2 separate regions of the Acanthopagrus latus genome follow, and region 1 is linked to region 2. The links are chromatin contacts, called in public Hi-C maps. All regions are on one chromosome and are shown on one strand. Each heading gives the region's core, a stretch centred on a gene start, on an enhancer-like site or on the middle of the called end of the contact. The rest is flanking DNA. Distances are from core to core; before and after follow the strand shown. Region 1 holds the start of LOC119006060 (zinc fingers and homeoboxes protein 2-like). Region 2 holds the start of znf407 (zinc finger protein 407).

Region 1 (6,403 bases), core at 2,483-4,982, 200 kb after region 2:
TGTCATCCTGGGGACACATAATGGAGAAGAGAGGTTGTCCAAGTCGGGTATTCCCTATGTGTGTTCACATGCACGCCATCTGTTATGCACCACACTAACTTGACTTCTGACCACACACTGACACTTTAACTCTTAATAAGCTCTTGAGACAAAGTTGTTTTTTTATCAATCTCCACTTAACTCTCTCTCTCTCTCTCTGTGCCCCTTAACCCTCATCACTTCCAGTCCTTATTCTTCCTCCCAGTTCCTCCAGTGCTTCTAATCTGTCACAATCATATGTTAATGAGCAAAGTCACATGTAAAAATGACCATGAAGTCCTTTCGATCCACTAAACAAACATGAGGTTGTAAAGATATGATATAATGTTTTTAATTAGCTTGTGTGTTCCAAGAGGGTATGAATTTAAGCAGTTGTATTACTGGATGCACTGAAAGCTGGAAGCACTTCCACCATATATGCACCTCAAATAGGAAGCATGCAAACACTGCAGCTCAGTGCCTGACAGGAGGCTTAGGAATGCTGCACACAAGCAATCATACAGCCATTTGGCACCATCTAGTGACCTTCTGTTTTAGTCACATCACATTTATCTTTTAGATCTTGATACAGAATTTACTGTCTGTGTAATAATAAGAAGAAGAGAAGAAGAAGATATATTTTTCAGTTGTCCTCTCTGGGGCATGAGGCAATGATAAGTAGGTCTAGTGAGAAATGGCAGTGGACAAATGGAAAACTGGCACCACAGTGAGCCTCATACATCTTAAATAAAACGCTTATGGGAAAAAAAATAGCACACAAATCCCAACTCTGTAACAAATATGTAATGTAAGTGCTAATTAGACCAAAAACGCAATACGTCACATGAATATTATGTGTATAAAACTTGTGTGTTGACGTAAACATGTATGTAACACGGTGATCCCACCCTCTCACTGAGGTTACATAATGCTGAGACAAGTGACAGCTGGGGCCAGCGGAGTGGCTGAGACAGAGACACCATTCACTTTATTACAAGACACTGTACCATCAAAATGGCTTGGAAGCCATTTGAAACATAATATGGTGTTAATGCCAATGTCAAGGGGGGCTAAAACTGGTTCTTTATTGTTTGCCTTGGTATTATTTGATAAGACCTGTTTAGCCACAAAACAAGCAATTTTATGTCTTTGTTTTTCCAAATCTCAATCCTGGACATGTGTTTGCAGATGCACTAAGATAACACTGCCAGCCTCCCTCACTCACTCAGCACAATATTGGACCATGACTAAAACTACACTGTGCACACACACTGTACAGATTGGTGCGCTACATTTAAAAGGTACAATGTGCAAACATTTTCATTTCAAAAATAGCTCCCAGTCTGGGCTGCTAACTGCACATCTAACTGAGCTAAGAGCAGCTACAATTCACAGCTAACTGTATGCTGATCCATCCATGACTGTTAGCTACTGTTAGCTTTTCAGCTCAGTTAGCCTTGCAGCTTACTGGACTGCCTTAGGATTGTGGATGTTGGCATTGCCAACACAGCAGCTTTGGCCTACTGAAGAGGTTTTCAGGCCCAGGGCTAACTGGTTAGCATGCAAACTTCAGAAGATATCTTTGCAATGCTATACATAATGTTTTTTTACATAACATCAGAGCTGTTATTTCTTTGCTTTCTGTTAATAAGTTTAGGCATTTTTTGAATGTTTTTAACAAAAGAAATGTGCATATTGTACCTTTAACTTAATCAGATTAATGTACAAATCTTGCACATGAAATATGAGGTGGTTATTTTGTCCTAACTAGTCTCAACTACTTTGGCTTTCACCTACATGTAAAAATATTATTTTTAAAAATATCCCATATTGTTGTACCTGAAGCTACAAAGAAAAAGAAGTGTGGTCTAAATTGAGGGAAATGTGTGGCTGTGTGATCATCACTGCACCTTTGTGGATTAGAACATCTGTTGGAGAAAAAAGTTGACTGAACCACAGCACGGAAGGATTAAACTGGCAGAAAGAAAAACTGAAATGACATTTAGATTTAAGGGATTGATTGATCACTTTAACTCATTTATAATAGAATTTTGTGGAAAGGGATCAGAGCAGGCAAGTTGACAACTTCATAAACTCTTCAGAGAATATTGATAATTTAAAACTTTCTTTGGAGGCTTCGATGTCGGGTCCTGAAGAGACATGAAAACATGAACTACACAGTCAAACATTCCTGAGGCTGATTCCTGGAGGAATGTGCAGCTCTTGATCTTTCTTTTTCCCTCACAATATTATTCAGGACATGCAATTTACATTGTTCCTTATATATTTGTTTTCATCTAGCCAGGAGAATTTGTCTTGATGTTCAGGTCTATCAACAACCATATACTCAGTTTGACTTATCCAGTCAGAGAGAGCTAAACGCAGCTTTGGTCAGAAGCTAAACACGTAATAAAAGACATACATCACCTTCTTATTTCATCAATTAGAAAATTTAATTTTTTCCTGATTGTGGATCTAAGTGAACTTAAAGGGGCACTCCACCAATTTTAGACAGCAAGGCTGGTTTAACCAAGAGGATACCATCAGGTTTGTCTGGGCTTAAGGTTCGATTTTTTTTATCTATTTATTTATTTTTAAGAAAGCCTGTGTAATAAACCAAAGCAATAGACTCACTACTGACATGCATCATGTAATGTACAGGATTCAGTGTTTAGGGTCTAAAGTTCAGCACATCTCAGCTTCTGCAGCACTGACCGCAACTGTTCTTTTTAAATCTCATACAAGTTCCTCGACTTAATGTAAGAGAAATACTGAATTACTAAAGGACCTCTTTAAGATAAAACAGTCGTGCTTTGTGCTCTTGAAACCTTGCATACCCAGAAAACACATTAAGTAACCCGTGAAAACAGCAGATTTGTCATCATGTTCATTTTTAAGTGACATGCCTGCATTATTTTACAGAGTTATATAGATGCATTTGCTTTTTCCCTGAGGGCTGGAGAAAGACTGTCAACCAAGGACTGCAGCAAAGCTGAGATCACATGTCAGTGAACAGCAGTCCTGCTGAAGGGTCATTGAGCAACAGAATAAATACATTGAAGGGTCAGTGCACTGGGGTTGAACCTGCACCCTGACCTCTCAGACAACCCGCCCATCACTTTATCGAGACAACCCTTTTTCTGTGTCATCTGGTATTTTTCCATACACGACCCCCGAGTCTCGTTGCAGAGGCGTCACTGCAGTACAAACTGTGTACATGACTCCACCGCGGCTCCATGGGGGCTGTGATGCATGCATGAGCCAAGGTCAGAATCAATTCTGAAGCGGATCCAGTGGAGGTCACTGTTGTTTGTGAGCTCACGGAGCAGCCAGTGTCACGTCAGGGCAACGTCTCTCACCAACACGAACCCTGAGTATCACCTGACCTCGGACTAACCTTTGTGGGTCCAGATGTCAGTGCAGTGCGTGTTGCTGTGTGTTGGTGACAGGCGGTGATGTGTGCTGTGGTTCCCCTCACTGCAGGCCGGCCTCCACCGTGGAAAAGCACTGCAGCAGATCCACACCTCACATGCACTGAGAGAGAGAGAGAGAGAGAGAGAGAGAGAGAGAGAGAGAGAGAGAGAGAGAGATGGGGGGCCGAGAGAGAAAGAGGGGTGGGCGGGGTGACAGGGGAGGGGCGGGACCTTCGGGGTAACAAACGCCCCCCTCTGATACTTGAATATTCAATTAGCTGCGAGCAGAGAGGCAGGCAGGCATCAGCACAGGGACAACTTGACGGCAACAACGCGCCGTTCATTCATTATTACACCAGCAGGCACGCTTCATGGAGCCACCGGGACACGGAGTTGCTCCACTTTCCTCCGCCTGTTTCTGAACTTTTCGCGGCCGCGGCACCATGGCCCCGCTGTGGACGGACACCGGCGCTTCGGTACGGCATGCAAATACGTACTCTGACGTCGGCGATCATGTGGCTTTTGGCGTAGATCCTCCTTGCGATCGCCAATTTTCTCTTTCCTGTCGCCTGTTGTCTGCTCGGCTATTGGACCGCCGCGAGAGTGTTTAGAAAAAAACAAAACAGATCGGGCTCGGTTCTTCGTCCACGCCAGTCGCCCCGGGCTCGCACCGCACCACCTGAGCATCGCGCCAAAACGGTGGGCAGGTAAGAAACGGATCAACTCTTCCTCTGTTTTTCAAACGGCTCGAGCACGAGCCCCCCCTCCCTCCTCCTCCTCCTCCTCTTCCTCCTGCCTCAAAAGTCCCTCAAGTTAAAACTGCATGTAGTTGTGTATTTTCCGTGCCTCTGTCTCGCCTCGCTCTGCCCGTGCTCGGCTCCAGAACACCCACACGCCTCAGTATAAATATTTTAACTTGTCTAGCCGCATGAACTTTGCCTGCCCCTTCGCCGTTTACACCTGCGTGCTCGCACAACGTGTCCGCCAAGTTGTTAATTGGACATTTTCTCCCCCCCGCGTTCAAGTTTCACTTTGATAACGCTGTGACCGCGGCGGGAGCGGGCGGCCGAGGAAGAGACATCGTGTCTACTTTTTTTTTTTTTTTTCCTCCTCCTCCTCCTCCCCGTGTCGACATAACCAGCAAAACATGGCCGTCCTTTGCCGACATGTTGTTACGTCGATGGCGAGAGGGGGAACATTTGGGGAGAGTGTTTTTCTGCGCCCCTCTGTCACATCTCGGGGTTGGCCGGCGGAAACGGCGGCGAAAAGTCCGCACGGCCGCCGGTGGAGCCGCTCGCGTTCGGCGGTGCTCGGGTTCGAGCGCAACTTTTGGACTCCGACGTTGTTTATAGACTTTGATTTGCGCGACTCCTGTGATGTAGGCGTAACGTTACCTCTGCTGATGCCTCCTCCCCTCCGAGACCGCGGCTCATACTGCATGAACACACACACACACACACGCAGGGCTGTAGCATAGGAGCTCACTTATATCCTGTCCTTGCAGTAGGCCTGTAGCTGCTGTGTAAAAAAAAAAGAAAAGAAAGTCAGGCGTGGTTGTTTTCTTATTCAGAATATTAACTTCGCTTATGAACCCAGTGCCCCCAGACTGTAGGCAGTGTGAGCCAGTCAACACACTCTGCTTCAACCAGGAGAGGGGATGTGTCCCCGGTTAACCCAGTAAAACCTTCCTCATTTTTTTTTTTTTTTTCCTCTAGGGATAGTGGTTACTTGATTTATGTAGTTGTGTTGTCCTGCACCGCTTTAAGATGGCTTAGTGAAGTCACTGAGGAGGGGTATCAGTGTAAACAAACACCGTGTGAGGTGAGGGTGAAACATGGCACATACCATGAACGTACACACACACATTGAAAATCCTGTATCTGTGTCATCTTTCTTCAGACAGGGCCATTCTACTCTTGAAATGTGGGCCGATGTATATAACGTCCGAATTAGTTCTCTGTTTTTGTTTTTCGTCACTGTGGTGAAATGACAGGTCATATGATGTTCAGGTTTATTACCGGCTGTAAAGTTTACGTCAAGTCACCGTCGACTTTCCAAGTAGGTTGAACGTTGCACGTCTGCACCAGAGCAGCGATCAATCTGTCCAAGCACCATCATAATTTGTTTTATTGCTTTTTGGAGATTTGTGATAATTTAGGCAGCATGTGAATCTACAGTAGAACCAAACACAAGAGACAATTGTCCCAAAAGCCCCGGGTTGGCAGGTGCTCATGTTGACCTTGACTGATCAACATTAAACACAGTGTATGTGTCAATGTTCAGATTTAAAGAGTCCTTGGCTTCATGTTATTGACTTGCATGAAAATCATTGAAATCGTTCCCTGCAGTGGGAGCACAAATGTACATTTCTGGAAAAAGACGGCACTGGTATCCCGACAAAAAAACGCCATACATCTGGCATTTATAGGCCTGTAATTATATCCTATTCTCTATTGAACGTGGGCACGATAAAGGCTCGCTCCCGAGCACGTATTGGTGACGACGAGATTTAGAATGAAAGTGACGAGCAAGGAAGACATTTACCTGACGTTTCCAAGAACAGAGACAATCGCACACTGTAACACCAGCTGGCTCCCGGTGCCGCTTATAACCAGATATCGGCTCTGACGGCTCGTAGGTTGAGATTAAACTAGCATTCTTTGTGTTACACATTGCTGGTTATGATAAATGGTCACACCGACTTACCATCCTGTTATTTGATGCCCCTGTTTGTCGGTGCACAGCCTCAGACCTCGGACAGATCCGCACACCCAGCACCTACAGGTGGACCAGTTCACTGAAAACCACTTAGTGACTGTCATGCGTGCCGCTTTTCTTAGTAAAGCTGTCACCCAGTCATAGTCTGTATTCTTGCGTTGCGTCTGATGAAATATCCTGTTCATTAGACGGCGTTCCCTTTGTATCCTGGCATGACCTGTTACGTTGCATCTCTAAACATTCCTTGATCAACA
Region 2 (6,849 bases), core at 1,294-3,793:
ACTATCTGATTTAGCACAAGTAAATGTCGCCATCTAGTGCTTCTAGATGCAAACTGTTCAGGAAACACATGCCAGCATGAGAGCTGGCCGTTTCTGCTTATTAAACGAGCAAAACAAGTCCACTTAACTCACAGTTGTTAAATGGAGTATAAATATGTCATTATGAGTCTCATTACGAAAAGCTTGTGAACATGATTCAGTGGTGCTACAGCCATTCCCACAATTAGATCAGTAATAGTATCATAAGTACAGCTTAAGATTCAATTATGAAGAATCACGTTTCTAATGCTTTACATAGCATGTCTGTTTTTCTGGCAACTTATTTTTACAGTTGCTGAGACAGCTCAGTGCACCACCAACAAGTGTTTCTCTATTTGCATGTCATTTCTGTATTCGGCGCATGTTTGTTTTTGCCACATGTGTATAAACTGACAACTGTTTTTTTTGTTAATTTGCTGAACTGGGTGTGCATATCTATTTATATTAGTGTGTTACTACACATCATGTGTGTATTACTATGGGTGCAATTATCATTTGCAAGTGTTTCGTGGTCATATCTGTATCTGAAAGAAGTACACTGTGTACATTACAGTTTGTATTATCATTTATTTTTCACCTTATTTTCTGTATTATTCTATCTTAGCTTGTCTTTTGTGTTGGTTCATTTTGATCTGCCATTGAATCACTGTTCTCCCTCTGCTTATAACTCTTGATCTGCTGTGACAAGTGAATTTCCCCAGTGAGGGATCAATTAAGTCTTATCTTAAAGGTTTGTCGCAGCGCCCAAGTAAAATCAATGTGGACAGCATCAAAACTAACTAAATGACTTTTCCTAGATCTAATGGTCACTGTTGGTCCCCAGTTGACTTCTTGAGCAAACTGTCTTAAAACCCTTAGGTGATGTTCATAAGCAATGGTACAAAAATAATGTGTAACGGCATAATTGGTATTTTTCAAGCTCGAGGAACCTCACATGTGCAGTGCATCTTTTAGTGTTTCTCTACCATTGTGTCCACAATACAATGTGTATAATAAATAGAGGGGACATCTTGAGCAACACGCATTTTTTCCACACTTCCCGTATATACACTGTCACAAATGTTAGGCACTCTTCTGTCTTGTGCCTTTCATGTTCATTTTTTATTGTTGAGGATTTGAGTGAAATCAAGAATGGAACCTGTGCTTGCTTTGGACGTACGTGTGTGTAGTAGCTTCATGCCTTGAATCCACAACTGTAAATATGTATGTTTCAAAAAAGTGATCTTTGAGGTTCGGTTAAGGTCAGTCACTTTCTAAAGATATATTTATATAAATTCAATGAGGTCAGCCAAAAGACACTTCATTTCAAAGAAGTCCAATTTGGAGAATGAGCTCACTGTGCTCACCAGCGCCATCTAATGTGTATTTTGGTAGAATATGGCAACAGGATTAGCAGGAGGGACACTATCTCAAGTTGGAACTTCCAGTAACCCGCTTATGTGATCGCAACAATCAAAACTGGGAGTAGCCCGAAATGAAGGGTCGCTTATGAGTGGTTAGTAATGGTGTTAGTTCGTGTCTAATTCATGCTTCCATGTTTTTTAGTTGGAAATCGGTTTCCTACACAGCAGAGCACGTAACCTAGCATATATCGGAATAAGGTGACGGGGTCAGTTTAGATCACGTTGAAGGACTGATAGCGAATGCGGCGTCCTCTACCGGTTTAATAAGACTTCGACAACAACTTAGCCACAGTGTCGAGTTGCTATTTCTATTTGGGTGAATTTCCATAGATGTCTTTACCAAGCATCCGATGCTAGCTTAAAAGTAATATTAAGTTAGCCGAGCAGGTTTTAGCCTGCATATTCAACATTGTAACCGCGAAGCGTCCAGTGCTGCAGTGTAAAATACTGCATTGAACTCCCTTCATGGCGTAAGTTCTCTTCTACCAGGACACAACCCGGGTAAAGTTGTTGTAGATACGGTTGCTGTCTACCGCAGCTAACATGCTAACAAGCGACATGTTTTCCCAACTGTATTTTGAGATACCCCGAGCGCGTCCAATTGAATTCCGACATCAGCTGTGTAGTCCAATCAGAGCGGGGCGAAGGCGGGTCCAGGTCGCTCCATGGCACTGAAAACGACGGCAGCACAGAGGCCCAAAAAGGAGGCTAACGTCGACTCCCGAAACAGTGCTCTATATTGCCCAAACAGCGCTTGAAAACAACCAAACGAGTCGTCTGCCGTCCCAGTAAAAATAATTCGAGCAATAATTAGACTGTACAGTCCAGCCACAATTCAACTTACCTTTTGTTAGACGACTATTTCCACTCTCCGCGCTTTTTGCTGCTAGACACAAATGGCGTACCGTAGAGTGAGCCATGCGTCACGGAGAGGGCGGGCTTTCTGCCGCGGCTCGTCTTTTTTTTCAACATCAGCTGGTTTGTCACATGATGCATTCTGCACCGTGGGAAAAATGAATTAACAACGTTCGTATCGCCTCTGCTCGGTATTGTGTAGTTCACAAGTGATGCATTTATGGCCACGCTCTACTGTCAGTGTTTCTAGCGGCCACACAGGGATTATATCACGCATCGCTCCGCCCAATGCGCTCACAGGTCTCCTGTTGCTGCGTTAGCTTCGGTCAAAACTAGATTTCAGTGATGTCTCCCTCTGCTGTTGTGGACGCCTTGATCTCATCTAATTCTCTTATTATATATTTTGTGATGCAGGTCTTTACGTTCATTCTTAAAATCCAGCATGCATCTTATTAAGCGCGTATAGCCTATTTTTCAAGACCCCCAACATATCCAGGATGCATCACAACAAAACGTTGTTTTTTCAACAACAAAAGATGTAAAGATGTAAATCTCAATTTCTATCGCCATCCTTCAACATGATTTCTTCTTCTTCTTCTTCTTCTTCTTCTTCTTCTTCTTCTTCTTCTTCTTCTTCTTCTATTATTATTATTATTATTATTATTATTATTATTAGCTACAGTCCCTCTACTTTTTTTACACACACCCATCACTTGCCAACAATGATTTTCCCTTATCTTGTTATATATTTTTCAAAGATGTCATTCATTCACTCATTCACTCATCACAGTCCCCTGCAGTGCCCCATTGTTGACCTGATGCATGCTGGAAACCTCTGATCCTACCTTTACCTGAGTGGATTCCGTATTCAAAAAGTCCATTAGCCAGTTCATCCATATTTATCTTTACCTGATGCAGTCAAGCCAAGGCCCACTTATAACTGTTCTAATGTAAATGGAATGCTCTGCTTGTCTTCAGTGTTTTCCTTTATCCCTCAGGCCTCAGTGTGTTTTTTGTTTTGTTTCGTTAGGTTTTCTCCCTGTCCCCTCTTCCCTCCCATGGTGTACCTTGATAAAGTATAGACCATTATCTCTGCATAGGATAACTCTACTCCCTTCTGTCGCCTCCCATCTTTTTAATCACCCCGCACAGCACTTTTACTGGATTTGTGTTCCCAATTGAGCCACAAAAACTTTCTCCAGTATGTCCTCTTCGCCTGTCTTATTGTTCTCCTTGCTACCGCCTGAGCTTTCTGCACTGGGTAATATGTTGGAGTTCTTTTCAGCAGTTAAAATGCCATGTGCGTATTTATCACAGCTTCTTCACATTCATCATCCAACCACACTGCCTCCCTCATTGTGTTCCCTCTATTCTTAGGAATGGATCAGTGTGGCTGTTCTAACACCTTCCCTAGCTTTCTTATTAAGAGTTTCTGTGGACATATTACCATACAGGTTCAGGTGTACCTCACGCTCCTCATTAAATAGATCCATGTTAGCTTTAACAAGCTGCCAGACACAAACATGTTTATATGAAGCGTATTGAAAGTACAAACTTGAGCATTTCTTGTTGGCAGAAGTGTAAAATGCCAACATTTTATTCAGGAAGTGATGGATGGACTGACATCACAATTTATCGGTACGTTGTTTGAAGCTGAGGTCCAGTTTTCTTTGTTGGGAATATCGTCTGCAAGATAGAAACGATAGCATTTGTACATAGAGACATCTCAATGCGAATAAAGCACATTTCTTTACATCCCTGCAGAGTTTTGAATAATCTGTATGACAACAAAAGCTCTATATGTTAAAAGAGATCTTTAAAAATGTCACCATATTGTTGAGAACGCATATCTGGCAGTCTTTTGTTGGAACCTAAAGAAAGCCAATTCAAACCTGTAAATACTGTGCCATTCTCTGTATATGAATATTAATATAATCATTCGTTCATCATTTATTTCCTCCATTTCTTTTGCCTTTCTTAACTTCTGGCAGTAAAATGTTACAGGAACATAATAAATGTGTTTTTATTGTTGCGTTTATTTGAAGTAGATTCAGCATGAGGTACACCAAGACAGTTTATATTTTTTGTCTCAAATGGTCAGCCTGTGATGAATCACCACTTCCATTTGACATCCAGTGCTCGCTTCATGGAAAGACTGAAGATGGATTATTGCACGGGCATTAATTGATTAAGTAGGCTGACAGGTCAGGAGGTGATAAATGATACCTCCTGCAATGAATACACAGTTTACTTTGCAATAATTTTCTTTAATTCATCACAGTCAAAATTATATGACATGGATGGTTGGAAACACGTACCCCCCTCCTGCCCCGTCCCCCGTTTTTCATTACGATTCATCATTCATTTTTCTCCATTAGCTGTCTATTAAAAGAGGGGAGGCTGGCTTAGGTGGACACCGGCTCAGTCCTCTTTCTTTTTACAGCCATTGCACTCCTCTTCAAGTTTGCAGCAAAATCTCTAAACTGTCGCCCGTAAATTTTTGTTTTTTGCTGCAATTTGTTTTCAAGTCAATCTGAGAAGAGAAAAAGCATACACATGAGGTTTTTAGTATCACTAGATATAAATTACTGCCTTCATACTCTAAATTTTTCACTGAAGCAGATTTAAATCGTATGTATTAGTAAGCTCAAATAAGACCTTTTCATGAAGGGATGGATGGATAGGTGGCAGGCAACTCACCAACGTCCATGATCTACAGTATAATAGCTCCCCTGTAAAAGATCTCAACGTTAACACGTTGTCAGTTGTACAGTCCCTCAGTATTATGTCATATTCTTCCCAGACATCACGTCTTTATGAGTGCAAAATTAGATTTGTCATTGGAAAGTGATTATTGTCTGAAATATGAATGAATTTAAAGGGGTCATATTCTGCTTTTTGGGTTTTTTCCTCGTCCTTTAGATGATTATATGGCTGATTTCATACACGTAAAGCCAATTTGCGAGCTCAAGTTCACAACAAAGAAAGTTAGACTTCACCACAGAAAACACTTGCCTTCGTGTAACTTATCTACGTCACTATGCAACACAGCACCACCTCCAGCTGGAGGACCGTCCTCCACTTAGGTGAAGATGCCGCCCACCTAAATTTCTGCAGTCAGTATATGAAGATGTGGAAATGACAAGCAAAGAATATCTTTTTTGTAAGATATTTTTAATGAGGGTCTCAACATTTGTAAGTGTCAAACCACTGACAAGGGCCAGTGCAACGGCTGTAAATGGCAACAAGAATTAAAACTTCATTAAGAATTATAACCTTATTTTGATGGAAATGCGACGGAAATGTACAGACAATTACGGGAAAACTGTGTGTGTGTGTGTGTGTTACTCTTGGTCTACGGCAGATGGCATTATCAATGACAGCTGCTTATGGTCCAAGCTCAATAATGGATCGACCCCCTATATAGTGCAGTACATAGTGAGTACGCCATTTTGTGCTGTTCAAATGTCTAGTGGGAATTATTATACCCTATATAGTGGACCCAAAGTATCCCACAATGCATCACGAAAAGTATAGTACAACCGATGGTCATTAACCAAGTAATATTTTCCATCATGCATTGCACTGAGACATAAACAACCGCTGCTGAGGTATGACATTTCAACTATGTGACAGCAGTTAACGTAATTAACGGCATCTGAGCAGCGTCCAAAAGTGCTTTTTTCTTTCTGCCGATGAGCTCCCTATATAGTCCACTATGTTGGACTCCCTATGTAGTGACTAGGGAGCAGGGAATGGGTGAGTGATTTTGGACACAGCCAACAATGAGCTAACCTGTGAAGCAATTGATCTGATGTACAGTCAAAGGTCAGGATACTGTAAATAGAGTTAATTCATTTCAGAGGTGATTTTGAGGTGAGATTTCTCCACATTGCCACTGTGAAATGTAACCAAATATGCACCTGTGATAGAGTAAAGCATCAGTACGAAGATGCAATGGTTAGCAGTTCTGGCACAGGTCTGTGTGAGTTAACCTGTCAAAGCTTCACAGGCTTTACTGAAGGAGGCCTTAGGAGGGCTAGATGGAATCTAAGCATTTCAGACAGAGTGTGAGAGAAATCCTTTGGTTTTAAACAATTAAGCACATAGTCTGAACCAATGTAAGTGTTTCTTTTCCCAAGTTACAGCTACAAAATCTGCCTTTACATTCACACATACACAGTATGTGCACGCACGGTTCCATATACATTTGCTGTGCCTCTAAACACAGACATACCTCACATCCTTATGACCACTTCCAGCCAGAGGATTCTCTAAATAAGATAAATAAATAGGGAGAAACAACAACAAGGTTAAACTTAACAACATTCTTATATATTTGGCATTAACTATTTTTAATCACCCCGCACAGGCTCGGTCCATCCACTCAGATGTTTTCCATCTCTTGCCTAATTAGTCGTCTTCTCTGGTCAGTGGACCTGTGCAGCCAGGCCTTTTTTACAGCAGGCATTTTGACTTGTTATAATGGGCTACTAAAACCACAGGTGTCACTAGTAACATTAACAATTGCTCCATTCTTTTCAGGTGTCCT

What was found. A called contact is a pair of places that touch in the nucleus more often than the background predicts.
Region 1: a Hi-C map of muscle shows a contact between it and region 2, with 6 times the contacts expected there. The contact joins the promoter of LOC119006060 here to the promoter of znf407 in region 2. A contact is called at or near these places in 3 of 4 Hi-C or Micro-C datasets (all in muscle).

The regions. Positions count from the first base shown.
Region 1 is chr17:9,701,620-9,708,022 of fAcaLat1.1, forward strand. It overlaps LOC119006060 (zinc fingers and homeoboxes protein 2-like), which reads left to right and starts at 3,733. Exons shown (of 13, transcript XM_037074397.1): 1 at 3,733-3,907.
Region 2 is chr17:9,506,572-9,513,420 of fAcaLat1.1, forward strand. znf407 (zinc finger protein 407) reads right to left here and starts at 2,544. Exons shown (of 10, transcript XM_037074490.1): 1 at 2,287-2,544. LOC119006270 (a long non-coding RNA gene) reads right to left here and starts at 6,744. Exons shown (of 3, transcript XR_005070733.1): 1 at 6,661-6,744; 2 at 6,535-6,571; 3 at 5,312-5,408. It overlaps LOC119006271 (a long non-coding RNA gene), which reads left to right and starts at 5,437. Exons shown (of 2, transcript XR_005070734.1): 1 at 5,437-6,056.